2 separate regions of the Gossypium hirsutum genome follow, and region 1 is linked to region 2. The links are chromatin contacts, called in public Hi-C maps. All regions are on one chromosome and are shown on one strand. Each heading gives the region's core, a stretch centred on a gene start, on an enhancer-like site or on the middle of the called end of the contact. The rest is flanking DNA. Distances are from core to core; before and after follow the strand shown.

What was found. A called contact is a pair of places that touch in the nucleus more often than the background predicts.
Region 1: a Hi-C map of leaf shows a contact between it and region 2, with 1.9 times the contacts expected there. The contact joins the promoter of LOC121231838 here to the promoter of LOC107955390 in region 2. A contact is called at or near these places in 2 of 34 Hi-C or Micro-C datasets (both in leaf).

The regions. Positions count from the first base shown.
Region 1 is chrA07:93,462,791-93,467,430 of Gossypium_hirsutum_v2.1, forward strand. It overlaps LOC121231838 (NAC domain-containing protein 4), which reads right to left and starts at 1,675. Exons shown (of 5, transcript XM_041116667.1): 1 at 1,367-1,675; 2 at 989-1,275; 3 at 693-905; 4 at 383-616; 5 at 1-299. The coding sequence starts at 1,520. It overlaps LOC107925759 (FHA domain-containing protein FHA2), which reads right to left. Exons shown (of 3, transcript XM_041116668.1): 2 at 4,122-4,288; 3 at 2,933-3,362. The coding sequence ends at 3,153.
Region 2 is chrA07:93,276,533-93,280,947 of Gossypium_hirsutum_v2.1, forward strand. LOC107955390 (chloroplast envelope quinone oxidoreductase homolog) reads left to right here and starts at 2,914. Exons shown (of 4, transcript XM_016891168.2): 1 at 2,914-3,154; 2 at 3,764-3,905; 3 at 4,030-4,115; 4 at 4,344-4,415. The coding sequence starts at 3,089.

The sequences.
Region 1 (4,640 bases), core at 425-2,924, 190 kb after region 2:
CCAGCTCGAGCCTCTGTGGTCTCTACATGATCGTCATGTGAAAGACGCGGCCTTTTACTAGGTTTCTCCATCGAATCAGATGATCCCACTGCACCTAAGACTTCATTATCAGCAGCAGATGGATACGGTCTGTTTTCTTCTAGGAGGTAGGCTTCATCATTGTCAACAAAACTTGAATTCAAGAACTCAACATCATCTGGGTTGGTGATAGATTGATCTTGAATCCAATTAGAGTTATTAGTTGCCTGTGGTACTTCTAATAACTCATCAAACGATAACCCCTCATTGTAGAAAAATTCCTGAAACGTATGCAAAAACAGCTTTACTTTTTATCTTCATCATAATCTGCAGGAATAAATAACTAAGAGAAACAGATTTTTACCGCCGGAATTAAAACCTCATCGCCAAGATACTCGAAACTAGAAGGTATTCCTAATCCCTCAATTGCAACAACTACATTATTTTGATCGCTTCTTTCGACGGTGATGGTTTCATCACCATTAGTAAGAACCGAACTACAGGACTTATCATCCTTTTCAATGATGCTATTCAGTTTTTGAACCCCACTGTTGCCTTCGGGTTCATTGCATTCTTTTGACCTCTCGTGTAAATTTCCCTGAATCAAAGAAATGAGCATTTAGTCATCATCTAAACAGATAAATGATTAAGAAATTCTGCATTAAGCATCTTACCTTCGAAATCGCATCATCCAGATCATGAGACGATAAATTAGAGACTACATCATCATTGGCTATATTATGTTGACTACTTATTTCTCCGGCATAACTCTCAATGCCGGATTGATTATGAACAACATCATCACAGTCCTTATGCTGACTTGATTGCCCAGCATCAGTGCAGGAAATATCAACCCTTTTCTTCAATTTACAAAGGTTGAATGTTTTCTACAACAAATCAAAGCAAATAAACAAAAAATCGAACATAATAAAAGCTAAAATATATTAATTCAAATGAAATAGTGACTTACCCGATCAGTGTCAGTGGAGTTAGGGGCAGCCACGAGTTCATACTCATGCATAACCCAGCAAGTCTTGATTTTGTCTTTATCATTACATTGGCCTTTATAGTAAACCAAGGTCTTCTTGGTGCCAATCACCTTCCCTGTTTTAGGGTCTATAATTTTCCGAGCATTGCCCGTAGGTTTCCAATAACCTTCCCGGGTGGTCCGGTTAATTCGTTTACTATTCCGGTACTTATATGTCGGTGTATATATGAAGTACCATAATCGATCCCCAGTTTGCAATTTGGAACTCTCTGAAACACCAAAACATACATACATATATTTCACCAAAATGGATATAAAAAAAAGTCCCAACAAGTTCACCATACATATATAAAAGATTACCAGCTAGTTGCCAAGGCTCCCACTGGCAGATGTCCGGTACTTGATCAATAACTTGGACGAGAGAATCACGGTCGACGCAGAAGGTTACGAGGAGCAGATACTCGATGAGTTCTTCGTCGGTTGGGTGAAATCTGAAACCTTTAACTGTGTTCATTTTGTTTCAAAAAGATTGCTAAAGGAAACTAGAAGTAAAAAAAAAATGGCTGAAGGAGTTGAAATGAACCAAGAGAGCATAGGAAAGTTTGTGCCAAAATATTAACATCCTCTCCATGTATATAAATATACAGAGAGTGGAAGACTGAGGCAGTAATTACACTCTCCTTGCTTACTAAGTTGTAGTACAAATACTTCAAGTGGATCCCACTATACGTGTCAGTTCCTCTTCGGATCACTATTATTCTTTTTCTTTGCTACAAGGACCACTATAATTCTTGGCCTTCCTGGCTAAGTTTGTAATTTCAATAATCTTTTATATTTTTCTATTTTTAATTTTAAAATTTCATTCTGTAACCCAAATAGATAAAATTCATGGCCTATATTATTTTATTGTGCTAATCTAATAATTATCAATATTATTTTTCTTAATAGTTTTAATTTATATAGATTTTTCTCATTTATGTATTTGACACACATTTAAATAGTGCTTTGAAATAATACAAATCCAAACCCTATCTTCCAGTATCCATCAATATTTTCCTTGCATTTGCTAGGAACTTGACGTCGACCCCTTCCGAAAGTGCTTGACTCAAAGCTCCCTTTGTTTGCTTGGAATCAAGCCAAGGAATTATCAATTCACTTGGTCACCAAGGAAACACTTTTGGTCAACTTTTTACCGGTTGAATTTTATTATAGGTGTAATCATTAGATTCTCCATCTCATCTAAACAAATTGCTTTTAGTTAAAATTTTTGATTTTTTACAAGTACTTTTAAAAAATATTAAAAATTAAAATTTTTAATTTTTTTCTCCCAAAACTATTTTTGATGCTTAATTACTTTTTCACTCTTCAATAATGTAGTATTTTCTTTTTTTTTTCTTAGTACTTAACTACAAATGTGTTTAAATCATTAATTAAAAATAAAAAAATATTTTTAAAATAATAATTACACATATTTAATGGTTATATTTAAATATTTAAAATATAGTTTATATATTTTAATTAAATTTTATAAATAATTAATATTTATTGCTTAAAAATATTTAGAATTTATATTTCATATATTAAAATATTAACAATAAATTATAATAATTTTTTTTATTCTTACTAAAATATAATAATATTAACTAATTTAAATATTATTTAAATGTATATTTGTTACTTAATAATAACATTCTAAAATGAATATTTTATTTCTCAAAAATATTTTTTAACAGCAATACTAAACACTCAAATTTTAAACTAATCTTTTCAAAATCATTTTTACACAGTACTTTTCAAAAGTATTGCTAAACTAGCCCTAAATCTTGCAAAAACTGCTACTATATTTCAAGTAGATATCCTGGAAAGGGAAGTTTCATTCCCAGCATAAAATGTGCAGAGCAATTCATCTAAATAAAAGCAAAATAATAAATGAAAATTGATGTCAATATATCTTAAAATCCATAAAATCCAGGTGCATTTAGCCAGCAAAGCCAGTTCAGAGCTCAAAGTGGGTGGATCTAAAAGATAAGAACAACATTAGTATCATGATATTCTACACTTTGCAACTTCTTTGTCTTCCCAAACATGGCATATGTAAGATGACCATGCAAGGGGAAGTGTCATTTGGTGCTTCATTAGCATTCTTCTACGAAAGCAAAGATACAAGAGAGACGAACTCCAATGTTATCCGACCCTTGGATCTTGTGTTAATGACAAAGTGTTCAGGATATTTTCTCAACAACATAAGCAGACCGTACCATGGTTTCCCCTTGGATTCAGGACCGGGCCAGTCCTCGGATGTAAGGTATCTTCTAACTCTGCTGTGATGCCAGACGCTACTAAACTGTTCAACTAACTGTAACAAGAAAGGCAAGGAAAGTAAGCAATCTTGTAAACTATTAAGGTTCAAGAATCACAAGAATGGGATAAACCAAATGAGAGGAGAAAAAATGCAGGCAAGAGAAATCAGAACTCTTTAAGCAAACATTAGCCAATGGACTTTGTTCTTTCCTAAATTTCTGTAAACTTTCCAGACATCAAATACAAATATGCTAAGGAGATCTTACAACCACGAATTCATTGAATTTGTAGCCACTTTAAACAAAGGAAAGTTAGGAGCGGAAATAATCTGTGAAATTTGAAATCAATAAATCAGAATTACAAACTGACTAGATCTTGTTCGCCCCTCTAAATTGCAGGAGCTAAAAAGAAAGGCGCGCGAGGAGAAGGAAAATAAGTAGCACTACTAGCGTGGGTTGTTGTCATTATCATTCGCTTACAAGGACTCTTCCTTTTTCTTTCTCCAATACATGTACATTGATTTTGTGGCCTTTTTGATAGCGTGACATCACAATCGAGCAAGAAAAGTCTTAGCTCCTAATTACACTCCTACTCTATCAAAATTTCGGAGCAAATTATAGAAGAACCATTTCCATGCCAAAATCTAAAAAGCATGGTAAAGCACATTAATAAAGGGAGAATCAAAATAAAGCATCAGTGCTACTGTCAACTGGTCAGGGATGTCATCAGCAAAAAATAATTATATTTATGCAAATGTCAAAAGCCCAAACTGGAACTAACATAAGATTTAGATCACTATAAGCTTAAAACTAACCTCAGCGTGGAGTTTCTCCATGGCCATCCATTCTCCAGGACCACAAAGATCTGAAAGCACAGTAGCTACAGAAGAAACCACATCCTTCTCTTCCAACTGCATAAGTTGTTGATTATCAGATTCTCGGTCAACTCTAGATCTTCCCTCTCCCTTCTTCTCTACAGGAACTGCAGATGATACCATGGCAATCAAACAGAATTTATTGTCCATCAAGTAAATAAAGGAGGAACTTTTAGTTCCTGTTCGGGTAAAATATTGAAAGAAAAATATTGATGAATTGAATGAGAACAGCATTAAGGAACGAAAGTTCATGCTCAAGGATGTAAAACTGGTTGATGAAATCCTAGATATCATTTTGGTGCCATAAAAATCAAAAGTAACTTTTTGAAATGATAGAGTCAGTAATTCGTGGCTGACTTATCATAAATTATATACCTAAAACATCATAGATAACATGGAAACTGGAAAATATACTTAGGCTACTAGAGGATTGCTTATTTCCAGGTTGAGAGAGCAGGA
Region 2 (4,415 bases), core at 1,664-4,163:
AATGAATTAAATTAATATTTTACATGTAAGAATATGTAAAATCAAAGTTCATATATAATATTACATATTAAATTTGACATAATATCTAAAATTACTCATAGTCCCTCTCCAATCCATAAATATGAGGATAATATACTTCAATGTACTTGAATCTATATCTTTCTGCATTGACAATAATATCTATACCAATCAAATTAACACCCGATTAGCACATTTTGAATTTTTTTCTATTATAAATAGAAGGTTATCCGAGTACTGGACGTGTGTAAAGGCCGCACCCTAGATTTCTTGGCACCTTACTAATGCGTAAATTATAAATGTATGAAATTATTTTTTATTACAAAATTAACCTCACGAAGGAAGAATTACTTTAATTTTTTAAAAAAATTACCACTATTTTAATCTCGGTACAAAATTATTACTTTTTAATATTTACAATACATAAATTAAAAATATATAAAATAAATCTCGAACATTCCTACCTACCCCCACAATTAAATATAATTTTTTTTATAAAAAATATATAATAAATGATGATATTTAGAGTATTGGTGAAGGAAAAGGCAGAAAAAGTTAATTCCTATATTAAACAAAAAAAAAAGTAAAAAAAGAAGAAGAAGAGGTGGCATAGGAAATAGGGTCATTATCAAAAGAAGAATCCATGACGATGGGAAATTATTGATTATTCATATCATCATAACAGTAATTACATTTATTCTTATTCTTATCTTCACCACTTTCCAGTTCATGATGGCCATTCTTAATAAAATAACACATAATTAATTAATTAATTAATCAAATGCCAGAAGGTTCCAATTTCAAACATTTTGGCAATCAACATTGGCAGCTCATTATAATAAAAATAAAGAACAACCAAAATATCAAACAGCCTTGGACTGTACTCTATACCTTTCTTAAATCATAATAGACTAAATATATTTTAAAATATCTCCATCATTTTTTTTTTAATTTTGTTTTGTTTGATTAAATTGTTTGAAAATTTTAAATTAATTCACATGTTTGAATTTTTTTCATATTAAAAAAATGTGAAAAATGATTAAGTAGGTAAGAGTTTAAAATTTAACTTTAGTTGAAAATAGGTTTAAAAAAAAAAGTTTTGTTTGGCAATTAGTTGATAGTTGATTGCCGATTATGGTGGTTGATTTGACTAGTTGATAGTTGATTTCCGATTATGGTGGTTGATTTGACTAACTCATTCTATTAACTGTTTATTTAAAAGTATTTGGTAAAACTTAACTGAGAGCTGAAAGTTGATATGTGTAAAATTACAAATAAATGCATGACACATTTTATTGATAGTTTTTATTGGGTAGAATTATTGAAATGAAACACTATTATCTAGGAATTAAAATATTTATTATGGAAATTAATTAGTGAATATTTTTGAAATTTACAAATATTAGCCACGTGGAAATTAATAAATATTAATAGTGTATCAATATAATTGTAAACTATATTATTAGTGATAATTATTTCATGTTCTTAGCATGTAAATTAGTGATAATTATGTCACGCTTTGAATAAATTTATCAAGTAGCATATTTCAATTAATATAAACTTGCATCAAAAATCATTTTACACAAGTAAATTGAAAATAAATTAAGAGTATATAAATATTGAAGAATAAATGGGTTCGATTGAAAATTTCTCGTGGCAATTGATTTTTGTAGATTCATGGTGGAATTTTTTTTTTTTGAAATTTACTTTAGAATTTGGAGGTGAACGCGAAAATGAGGGCAACCCTATTAGGTTTGAGAGTATGTGGCAAAATGAGTAATTTTTGAACAATCATGGTTAAATATGTCATTCCATATATCTTATTTCCAATCATCTGTTGAAAAAGTTACCCATCTCAATTTTTTTTGAGGTTTTAACTCAATAAACTCTTACAATCTTCCATTTATGCCCAAACCAGTTAAAAAAACTTGAAACTCTGTTTATCAAATAACCGTTTATAATAAAAAATATTTAAATGTACTTAAAAATCATAAACTTTTATTGAGATGCATAAAAAATAAATAATTTAAAGTAAAAATATTAAACCTCGTAAAAAATGTTAATTTAAACAATAAAAATAATGGATAATAAGAAAATTAGAATTCATATTGTGGCATAAGGGACCTATGCATGGGACACGCACAAAATAATAATACTACTAATAATAAAAGGATGAACCAACTTGCAACTTGCCCATTTATGTATTCAAAGCAAGCGGCCGCCATACCTGGAATCGTAGTATTTTGACTTTTTAATTAAAGAACAGCTGCACACAGGATTGAATTTAACTCACCATTTCTTTCAAGTAAATAACAATAAATTTTTTTTTTTACATTACAAGGTTGAAAAATATTTTTAAAAATTACAGTAAAAAAATATTGTGAAAAAAATAGTTTATTAATTTATTATATTTTTTTATTTCACAATTAATCTTAAAAAATTACCATGTATTTTTTGAAAATATTTTTTTAATATTATACTGTACTCTTATAAGACACTTATCAACTCCGTGGCTCTGTTTGTGGACTTAAAATTTTTTTTTTCAATGTATCAAGTATTTTCTCTTTAATATAATGATATATAAAATATAAATTTTATATATCTTTTAAATAATATAAATAAAAATATTTTGATAATTTTTGCTTCCAAAAATAAAATTAAAAAAAAATCTGATCTCGACTTTTACGTTAGGTAAAAAAAGGTCAAATTTTTACCCTTAAAATTTGAAACTCAAATCACAATGGAAAAAGGCCTAACAGTTTTAACCATTTATTCTATTAATTAAATTCACAATGATAATTTAATTTAAGAAATAAATTATGAAGAAAATTACATTGACTATATTTTGTTTGCGTGGACTAATAAAATTCAATGTTTCTAGAGGCATCACATTGGTTTGACATATACACGCATTTCAATTGGACATAAACATATTCATATTTGCATTACTTTACTATAAATTCCAAGTATCTGACGCCAAATTATATCATCCTCTTCCTCACCTATTAATCTTCAGTTTTTGCCTTCCCACCACCTTTCACTTTTCATTTCCTCTAAGATAAGGAATAAAATGGCGACGAATATGATGCGAGCCGTTCAATACAGTAAATATAACGGAGGAGCCGCTGATCTCAAGGTTATATTCTTGCTCTTATGTTTTTTTTTTTTTTTTTTACTTTTTCATGCTTAAGATGGAGATTTAATTAAATTTTGTTTAATTTAGTCCTTAATCTTATTGGCTTTTATGGATATAAGGGTGAAGAAGGGGGGGGGGGGTTAGAATGAGCTAATTAAATTAGGACAGTAGATTTAATTCTGAGAAAACCATAATTTGCGGGAAAATAAGTAAGTAGCAAATCCTACCACCGTATCATTGGGTAAAATCTTACACGTGTCTGCCTCTGCGGCTCAGCGTCACCGTCATCGGCGGTGCTCGTCGTCACCATCGTGAAACTTTATATGTCTGGCGCTTTTTTTCTTCTTTTCATTCTTTCTTTGAGTTTTTTTTAAAAAAAAAAATTACAAGTGAAATCGAAATGTCCAGGATTTTGGTTGTTTATTAAATGTTAAGTTTGATTTTTGAGTTAAGAGTGGATAGCCAAATGGATTATTATCCTTATATTGAAATGATAGTTACACAGTGTTTAAACCCTGTAATCTCATCCCAATATAATTTGGAGATAAAATTTAATTATTCTTCAACTCATCAATTGAATCCTTATATGGAATTTTGTGGGTGTTGCAGCATGTTGAAGTTCCGATTCCCAGTCCAAAAAAGGAAGAAGTTTTGATCAAAGTAGAGGCAGCTAGTATTAACCCAATCGACTGGAAAATACAGGAGGGGGTAGCGCGCCCATTTTTACCTCGCAAATTCCCCCACATTCCTGGTACTTTTACTTTTCTCTAGATGGTTCAGCCCAATGGTGGATTTAAAGCATCAAAACTTTTCTTTCTTGTACTAGTTTGAATACTTGTTTTCAATCATTAGCTAAAGAACATCTGGTGGAGCAGGTACCGATGTAGCAGGAGAAATCGTACAAGTTGGATCAGGTGTCCAGAGTTTCAAAGTCGGGGATAAAGTTGTTGCCGTACTTGGTGTAAGTACTCATTCTTATTCTTGGGTTGTTGCATACTTGCATGTGGGAAACATATGTATGGTTGATGTTACACTCGACAAGTTCGTTGGTTCAAGTTTTACTACAACCAAGCCATAAGATTCTTGTTCGCCATTATTATTCATCTCCTTGTTTTAAATGCTATCTAGCATCATTTATGTCCTTTTTCGTGCCAATTTCTTATTATATGAATGTATTTTGCAATCATAGAATGGAGGTGCACTAGCTGAATATGCTGTGGCTAAGGCAGGCTCCACAGTTCCAAGGCCTCCAGAGGTATCA